Regions from separate parts of the Mus musculus genome. Here regions 2 and 3 are each linked to region 1. Evidence: chromatin contacts called from public HiChIP or PLAC-seq data. All regions are on one chromosome and are shown on one strand. Each heading gives the region's core, a stretch centred on a gene start, on an enhancer-like site or on the middle of the called end of the contact. The rest is flanking DNA. Distances are from core to core; before and after follow the strand shown. Region 1 holds the start of Kcnq1ot1 (KCNQ1 overlapping transcript 1). Region 2 overlaps Kcnq1 (potassium voltage-gated channel, subfamily Q, member 1). Region 3 has its middle 16 kb from the start of Cdkn1c.

The links. HiChIP or PLAC-seq counts read pairs in DNA pulled down with a chosen protein or histone mark.
Region 2: an H3K4me3 HiChIP or PLAC-seq map of neural tube shows a contact between it and region 1, with 4 times the contacts expected there. The contact joins the enhancer-like site here to the promoter of Kcnq1ot1 in region 1. A contact is called at or near these places in 5 of 484 Hi-C or Micro-C datasets (embryonic stem cells, forebrain, liver and 1 more) and 15 of 115 datasets of contacts at active chromatin or transcription factors (VIP interneurons, bone marrow-derived macrophages, craniofacial prominence and 9 more).
Region 3: a contact with region 1 is called in an H3K27ac HiChIP or PLAC-seq map of stem cell-derived stembryo, with 9 times the contacts expected there. The contact joins the enhancer-like site here to the promoter of Kcnq1ot1 in region 1. A contact is called at or near these places in 15 of 39 promoter capture datasets (the 3T3-L1 cell line, 3T3-L1-derived adipocytes, cranial neural crest and 9 more), 13 of 484 Hi-C or Micro-C datasets (cerebellar granule neurons, cerebellum, cerebral cortex and 6 more), 26 of 115 datasets of contacts at active chromatin or transcription factors (VIP interneurons, bone marrow-derived macrophages, cardiomyocytes and 15 more) and 1 of 9 other capture datasets (liver).

The regions. Positions count from the first base shown.
Region 1 is chr7:143,295,134-143,297,851 of GRCm38.p6, forward strand. Kcnq1ot1 (KCNQ1 overlapping transcript 1) reads right to left here and starts at 1,414. Exons shown (of 1, transcript NR_001461.5): 1 at 1-1,414. The region is part of intron 11 of Kcnq1 (potassium voltage-gated channel, subfamily Q, member 1); the gene reads left to right.
Region 2 is chr7:143,426,895-143,429,603 of GRCm38.p6, forward strand. Kcnq1 (potassium voltage-gated channel, subfamily Q, member 1) reads left to right here. Exons shown (of 16, transcript NM_008434.2): 16 at 1-148. Among named protein-coding and RNA genes, the nearest start is that of Cdkn1c, 33 kb to the right of the region's middle. Within about 2 kb of position 1,412, at least 33 of the 459 cell types and tissues checked have an H3K27ac peak or open chromatin away from gene starts, as enhancers often do. A contact at or near this core is called in VIP interneurons and neural tube, where this site is marked.
Region 3 is chr7:143,443,924-143,446,623 of GRCm38.p6, forward strand. No RefSeq gene overlaps it. Among named protein-coding and RNA genes, the nearest start is that of Cdkn1c, 16 kb to the right of the region's middle. Within about 2 kb of position 1,423, at least 39 of the 459 cell types and tissues checked have an H3K27ac peak or open chromatin away from gene starts, as enhancers often do. A contact at or near this core is called in VIP interneurons, cerebral cortex, embryonic forebrain and 5 more, where this site is marked.

The DNA.
Region 1 (2,718 bases), core at 164-2,663:
TGACTCCACTCTAGACTCGGAACCACTGTAGACCCACACATACACACACCCAACTCGGATCCAAGAGCTAGATCACAACTCGGTTCAAAACTCCGAATAAGCAGCCTTCCCCAGCCTCAGTTCCACGATACCCTTCCCCCACCATGCGCGAACATTCCGAACGGAGCCCCTCACTCTCAGCATTAAAACAGCTACCACATAACAACACGTACTCCACTCACTACCTTGGTGCTGGCCACACCGGGCTACAAAGCTCAGGGGTCTCCAGACCCGATTCGGTTTCAGCTCCAGTGCGTTCTGACTCGGCCCGGGGTTTAGAATCCGAAGGCCTGAGCCGGTGTCCTAGGCCACTCACCTTGGGACTCGACCGACCTCGGGGCTCAAAGGGCCTCAAGACCACCCCTGCTTCTGTAAGCCTGGGCCACAAAGATGGGGACGTGGACGCAAAATACGAGAACTGAGCCACGGCCGTGAAACGAGGACCGGCCGTGAAACGAGGACCGAGCCGTAACTGCAAAACGAATACGGAGCCACTGCGGCAAAACGAAGATGGAGCCCAGCCGCGAAAGCGCGGCACGAATCACCTCTGCTTCTGGCCGTGAGTGCTTGCCGCGAGGAGGGGGAGGCTATGATGAGCGCGGCCACGCGGACTTGCGACTTGTGCCGTGCTGACTCAGAGAAGAAACCCGCGCTGAGAAAAAAACCATACCTAGGAGAACCATGCCGAGAAAAAGAAGCGCTGGGAACCAAGCTGAACAGAAAAGCTCTCCAAGTAGAATCACACAGAGGGAAAAGAAGCGTGTTGAAGAAAAACTGAGAGAACCCAGCAGGCTAAAAAAAAATGCTGAGAAGCCAAGTGGATCGCGCCAAGGCAGCCGACCGCGCTGGAGTGATCCGTGCTGAAACGATCCACACGGAAGTGACCCAATTGCTGAGGCAGATCGGACCATATCGCCGACCACCATGACGAAACAAGATAAGACCTCACCATGGAGGTCTAGGCTCAGGACAAACACTGAGGAGGATCGCGTTGAGCAAAGCACACTGAGGATGGCTAGTCGGGACTGAGGTGTAGTGCTCAAGTGATCCGAGCAGAGGCAGCTCCAAAAGAACTGTGGACAAATATGCTGAGGCTGGTGGCTGGCTGATATGACCTCACCGTGAAAAACCATGCAGAGGACGATCACACGGATGAAAACCACGCTGCTGAGACGAGCCACGCTGGGAAGGACCATGCAGAGAAAAGCACACTAAGGTGTACTAGACCGTAACCACGCCGAGGAGAAGCCCACCGAAGTAATCCAAAATGAGGCCGACCACACCGGGCCTGACTGGACCAAAATGCACCATCATAGACCACGCGGAGGGGCGCCGCAAGGAAAGCTGCGCAGACGTGCTGAGGCAACTGTTCCTCCTAGCGACAACGGCTAGGCCACCTACCAAGACCTTGGTGACGTGGCAGCCACGACACTGTTGATTGGACAGATGCTGAATAATGACTAGGGAGCTCTTCCTCATGATAGGCTGGATACAGATAGCTCTGTGCTGACTATTTTTATTGGCCAAGAGGAAACAGCCTGATGTCTCCAGCATTTGGATTGGGTGAGCTTGTACAGGATTGTACGACCTAGCCTGCTGGGTCCACCACCCCTTAAGGCCTACCTTCCTCATCCCTTCCTAGCTGAACCTGGGGTTCTTAACTCTGAATAAGTGTGAGACCAACCTCAATGCAGTACAGGGCAGATACCTGAGGCAGCCAATGTACCTAAACGGTTTCATGGCCAAAGATGAGTATGCCCCTGGCTCTGGCCTGACCTTGGGATGCAAAAAAGCAATCCACCCTCTCAGCTGTCCCATGGAATCCTACTGTGCAGGCCAGGGTGTGGTCATCTAAAGCACACAAGGAGGCCACCCTGCTTGTTTTTTTTTTTTTAATCACCAAGTAAGGAAAGTCTTGGGGCTATCTTACTTATGAAAAGGAGGGGGCCCTGGGTCTGCCCATGTTATAAAACTAGGTAATGATAGTCCTGAGGTTAGACCCCAGCCACTCGACCCATCCTCCAGATTCTCTTGGTTCCTGGCCCTGTCACTGGAGTGTTCAGGATCGTTTCCACTCTGTCCACTTACTTATCCATGCATTTATTTGACTAACACTGTCTACGCACCACCCTGTATCTAGCATTGACCTAAAGCCTGGAGAAACTTGACAAAATGCCAGATTTGGGGGACAATCCACTTGCCCAGGATTCATAAGCAAGCCTGGGGCGAGGGGGGGGAATGCAGATTTCTGTGCAAACTATAGTTTTAGCATGTGGAACTCTGGGTATATTCTCCAAACCACCCCTACCCAGAATTGACTTCAAACAGGATTTAGGGGAAGGGGAGGGAGAGCCAGTCCTGTGAACAGGCCAGGGTGTGGTCATCTAAAGCACGCAAGGAAGCCATACATCTTAACTGCTTTTGCTGAAAATATATGTCTACAAAAACAGCCAGGAAGCTCTCTTGCCAAAGATGACTGAGTATATGTGGGGGAAGGAGGGGAAGGCACGGTTTTTAGGTTTGGGTTTTTTTTCTTTTTCTTTTTCTTTTCTGTTCTTTTTCTCTTTTTTTCTCCTGTTGTTATTTAGCTGGAGAAAAGAGAAACTGGTGTCATCCTCTAGCAACAGACAGTTCCTTTTTACCCTCAGAAGCTACTCCTAGCTTGGTACCCCACCTCCT
Region 2 (2,709 bases), core at 162-2,661, 130 kb after region 1:
CTTCCAGGATTGGTTCCTTGGGCTTGGGCACCACGCCTCACAGAAATCAAGATAATTTCTGGTGATTCAGACTCTTGTGTTTTAATGAATTTCGTAGTATGATCTTGATTGAGAGACTTTTCCAAATAAAGTTGGGACGTCCCAGGTTGATCTTGGCACAATGCTTACTTCTGAGAGAGTCTGGGGGATCTTTAGCACTCACCTTCCACCCTCTGCCCTACTCTACCTTCCTGTCTCCTGTTGATCCCCACAGACAGTCTCAATCTTTTCGTGAACAGGATCCTGCAGTTCCCTGGGACCCAGGTGCCCAGTGGCCACAGAGTGAGAATGATTTGTTGGTCCATGCAGAAAAGGCTCAGGCCCCAAGGGCTCAGAGGAACCATGATATGTGTGAAAGGTTGAGCCAGTGGGCTTGGGGTATCCCTGGGGCTTCCACTCCAAGTATACCTGCCTACTCAGTGTGAACAGGATGTAATTACCTCCACATTCCCAGAAGACCCTGAGCCCTAAAGGTAGCTGAGCCTGGGTCAGGATCTGACTAGGCTGGTACACACTGATATACGCACAGGAAGTCACCCTCAGACGTGTGCCCGGGACTCTCATCTGTCCTTTCCAGCCAAGATGGCTCTCACTGGTGACACATTCAAGAGTGCTTCTTTTCCAGGGCCAGCTCCCAAGGCCCTAAGACTTTCACTTCTGAAATAGAAGTATACAAATAAGTGCTGGGGTTCTTGGGCTCCCTTCAAAGCCCCGGTTTCCCTGTTGGGATTATGATGTTCCTCTGGCTGTCCAGTCAGTCCTCTAGGCTGCAGGGTTATTCTAAGTGAATACTGCCCTGATCACCTAGCCCTGTGGCTGTTACTCTTTGTGATCCATCTACTGAGAATGGAAACAGAGCCCTGTGAGCAGGGATTTCCCCAGCCAATGTCCACTGTCTCTACTGATCCCATTCTGTCCTCCTTCCAAGGCCCACCCTATATGCTTGGCCATCAGGGCCAGAGGCATCTGTGATTGGAAGGATGGGGGTGCCCTGGTCTTTGGAGGCAGAAGGTAGCAATCAGTAGAATCAAAGAGCCAAGTGTGAGGGTGCAGCTGGAGGCCCCTATAGGAGGGGAAAGCCCCCCAAGGCTCTCTTACCTGAATTTCTTAGGTAGCAGCTCCCTCCACAAGGTCTTAGTGTCGGGTCTAACAAGCACTGGCCAGCTTTTGAAGGGAAGGGTGGAAAGGCAGCTGAGGCCTCAGGCTTCCCGGCCTCAACCCCCCTCAAGGGGGGTTCTGCAGCAACAATTGCTGGAAGGCAGAAGCTGTTGTTTCCTTGTTGGGTAAATATTTGTGGAAGCCCCAGGCTGTGGCTGGCTATAGCCAGGGCCCTCAGTATTGCCCAGGCAGGCTACAGCCCACTGGGAGCTGAAGGCCATCCATCTGGGTAAGACACGGTCCCTGCTCCCTGCCGGCCTCGGTGCCGTGTTATGGACTGTGTAGAGTGGCCAAGTGCTGTTCTCCCGCAAGGACCATTGCAGCCCTCTCGGGTGTGAAATGCAATTTACCTGAAATAAAGCCCAATTATGGAATTACCTAATTAAAGCCGGGGAGAAGGCTGGGCCTGGCAGGCCGGACGCTCAATGCCCGCCTGATGCCCATGGTCTGAAGGAACAGATGGTGCCCCGGCCTGCCGAGCTGGCCACATTCCTTCACTCTGTCCCCCTATAAGTGACCTAGACAGCACACGACCATCTGGTGTGTGACACGTCCTGCAGGCCCTGGACAATGGCCCAGCAGACCTCTCCATGAGAGGGCCGTCGCCCGGGCAACGGTGGCATGTGCGGGAAGGCCCATTTGCAGCCCCTCCCGAGGCCCTTTCTTCGGGCCCTTTGTGGGCCTCTCCTTGGCTCTCTAGCGGCTGGGCTGACAATACCCATAAGTATTTGTCCCCAGAGCTGTGCCTTTGTCCCCTTATCGAGGCCCTGGTGTCCAGTGGGTGCTAGGAGCATTTGCTAGAAGACCAGCAGGGCTCCAGTTTCATGGGACTGCCTCTGCCACTGCCCTCCCTTGCTCCCTTTCTGCCCTGACTGTAGTTCTGGAGCACTGAGCTTGACCCTGCCCAGATCTGAACATCTCCCACCTCTGAGCCTGCATACAGAGGGGAGAGACCCCTGCCACCCAGCTATAATCTTTCACCAGCTACCCGCCCCCTGTCTGTGACATAGGACAGTAAAAGTGTCCTATCACAAAGGGCTGATTAAGAAGAGACATCTAAGCCAAAGAAGAAGATACAACCATATACTTAAGGCAGCTGGAGAAATCTCCTAGGTGGGTGAAGCTGGTTCTTCCTCCCTCCTGCACTCCTGCCTGATCTTCTAGCTCTAAACCCCTTGCCTGGTCCACCAGTATCCAGCCACACCCCTTTCTGGCCACACCCCTCAGCATCAAGCCCCACCTCTTAGCCCTGCCTTCTCAGAGCCAAGCAAGTCTCCCAAAGGCAGGAAGGTAGCTGGGTAGTCCCTCCCAGGACCACCCTGACTCAACACCACAACACCACATAGCCAACCCACTATTCCTGGTATTTAAGCAGCTATGATTACCTGAATATTCCTCCCTCCCCTGCATCTAGCAGCCCCCATACACATATACACACACATGCATACATGCATGCATGCATGCATACATACATACATACATACATACATACATACCACACACACACTTGGG
Region 3 (2,700 bases), core at 173-2,672, 150 kb after region 1:
CCCAAAGTCAGTCCCCAGGTTTCAGAAAACATCCACCTGTATTGGATGAGGAGGGGAAGAAGAAAAAGAAGAAAGAAAAATACAACACAAAACAAAAGCACCAGAAACAAAAGGGAGAGAGCCGGCGGCCTCTTCTGCAGAATCTTCCTGGAGGAGACAATTCATTTGGAGTGAACTGTTTCCTTTGTACGGGGATTCGGGGAGCATGCTGGTCGGGTTGGTCATAGATTGTAAAGCCCCCGTCTTTTCCTTTGATTCAAATATTTAAATTCTCAAATATATATTCTGTGACAATTGAGTGGCAGCTGACCTCACTTATTTTCATAGAAAAAAATTCAGAAGGCAGGGGCCGCAGTTAATCTAGGCCCCCGCCTGTTCACAGGGGCACAGTCAGCCGCAGGTGGGGGGGCATAATCCTTTTATTCAGACATTTGGCTTAAAAGAATAACAAGGGGGGAAAGCTGGGACGTAATTACATTGCATGGAAAACAGGAAGATCTCTCTGTTTCTCTGTATGTCTCTCTGTGTGTGAGTCTGTCTTTCTCTGCCTCTCTGTCTGTCTCTTTCTGTCTCTGTCTCCCCTCTCTCTTCTCTCCTCTCTCCTCTCTCCACTCTCTCAACTCACTTGCTCACTTCTCCTTTTCCATCATAGCAGTCTGGCGGCCAGAGACTATTTTCTCGGGAAAGGAATCATGGGTGTTTTCCTTGCTATTGTATCCACTCTGCCACCCCCATTTCCAGGGGTGTTCGTAGTTGAGTAGGCTGCCACATTCGGGCTCATTCATTCATTCACCAAGCCACTCATTCCTTCCACTCCAAGCAAAAACTTATTGTGTGACGGCTTAGGCAGGCCCAGGCTAGGTAGTTTAACCAGACCCTACCGACACAGCTCCCTACTAAAAACCCCCTTGAAGAAAGAGAAAGGAACTCTAAGCTCCCGAGAGGATAGCCCCAAAGTCCTTTAGATACCATAAATCTTAAGGGGCCTCCGGATCACCTGAGTCTACAGAGAAGGGGAAGGAGGGGCCCTCCCCTGGGCCAGCCAGGCAAGACTTTGGCACAGCTGGTGGCCAAATCCTACTCCCAGGGCCCTGGTCCCAGAGGACCCTGGCCCAGTCCATCAGCAGGCTGGGCCTTTAATGTTTAAAGATCTCTCCCCTCGTTTCAAAAACTCCCTGACACGGTTTTCTGTGATGCGTGGGCTGTCGGGACATCTGTCTTCTATACCTAATAAAGTCGCCGGGACTCAGAATGAACTCCGCGTGGCTTTGAATCCGGGCTCACATATGGTTGGTAATTAGCTGGCTATCTCTTGGCGTTAAATGATTTTTTTTTTCTCGCCCGGTTCGCATCCATAATAGACACGAACAGAGTTGCGATTGTTCGCTGTTGCGGGACGTTCTGCGCCTGAATGAGCGGGGGGCTGCTGCGTCGACGCGGATTTGACATATGGTTGCGCGGAGCCCAGAAGAATGGGCCCCTGTGTGTTCGACCCGGACGCGGCGGCGCTGGCCGTGCCAGCCCGGCGGAGACCCGGGTGCCCGACGGTGCAGGAGGAGCGGGCGCCGCAGCCGCGGGCGTACCGTCGGGACGCAGGGTCCCCGTTGTCCAGCCGGGCCAGGCGGCACGCAGGCTGGGACGCTGGAAGTGCAGGGTCGCTGTGCGGGGATGCATGCGTGCATGGGTGCATGGGGGGGGGGGGGCATGGATGGATGGGTAGACAGATGGAAGAAGGACTGATGGATTCGTGGATGGAAAGACGGATAGATGGCTGCAATGATGGAAAGATGGATGAACGGATCCGGGACTCCTGCGCCGCCTCGGTCCGGCGTGGTGCCCGTGCAGGCCTCGAGGCACGGCGGGGGAGGCTCTACGGCTGCCGCAGCCCCATTGTGAAGCCCGTGAGACAATGAGCGGCCCGAGGAGGCACCTGCTCGCCTGAAAGGCCCATAAATCGCCGCCGGGTCCAGCTGCCTTCCCGCCCCTCCCCGAGGACCGGCGGGCCGAGTCCTGCCTTGGCCGGGAGGGGGAGGCTCGGTCGTCGGTCCCGGCAGAGCGATCCGGGCCACCGTGGCGCGCGTCTGCCCTTCTGCCTGGGCGCAGCTGCCTGCACCCCCAACTGAGCCCCTGAGGCCTACTCTGCCTCCCTCTGTCCTGGGGTGGCCTCCGGCTGCAGCGGTCCCGCCTGCAGGGCACGCACCCGGGGGAGACTTCTGACCCACCAGAATCAGGGTGTAACTAGGCAGCTTCAGAAACGAATTCTTGCGCTTTTGAACCCCAGTTGTTACAGATTCTAACACTCACAGTGTTGGGAGCTTGTAAAAGTGTGGGTCTCCTTGTTTCCCCCAGGATTTGGGAAAAACAATCCTTGCTGCGCTTTGCTAAGCTAGGGCCCAACGCCATTGGTATTAGTTCTAACTACTTGTTTCAGGCGGGAACCGGCTGAAGCCTTGCCTGCTGATCTGGGTCCACTTCCAACCAGCTTCCCTGTGTCCGTTGAGTGGGGAAGTGGAGCAGGCTCGGAATGAGTTCAACGCCTCTGGGAAGTTTTCCTATGCAAACAGCACCAACTTCCCCTCACAGTAAGGAAAGCAAGTCCAGGGCTGTGGTCCTCTCCAGAGACCCTGCTCAGAGGAGGGGCTAGTCTTTTCCAAAGCACACACCACAGAGCACACTTGGGATGGCTGAGGGCTTTGATTG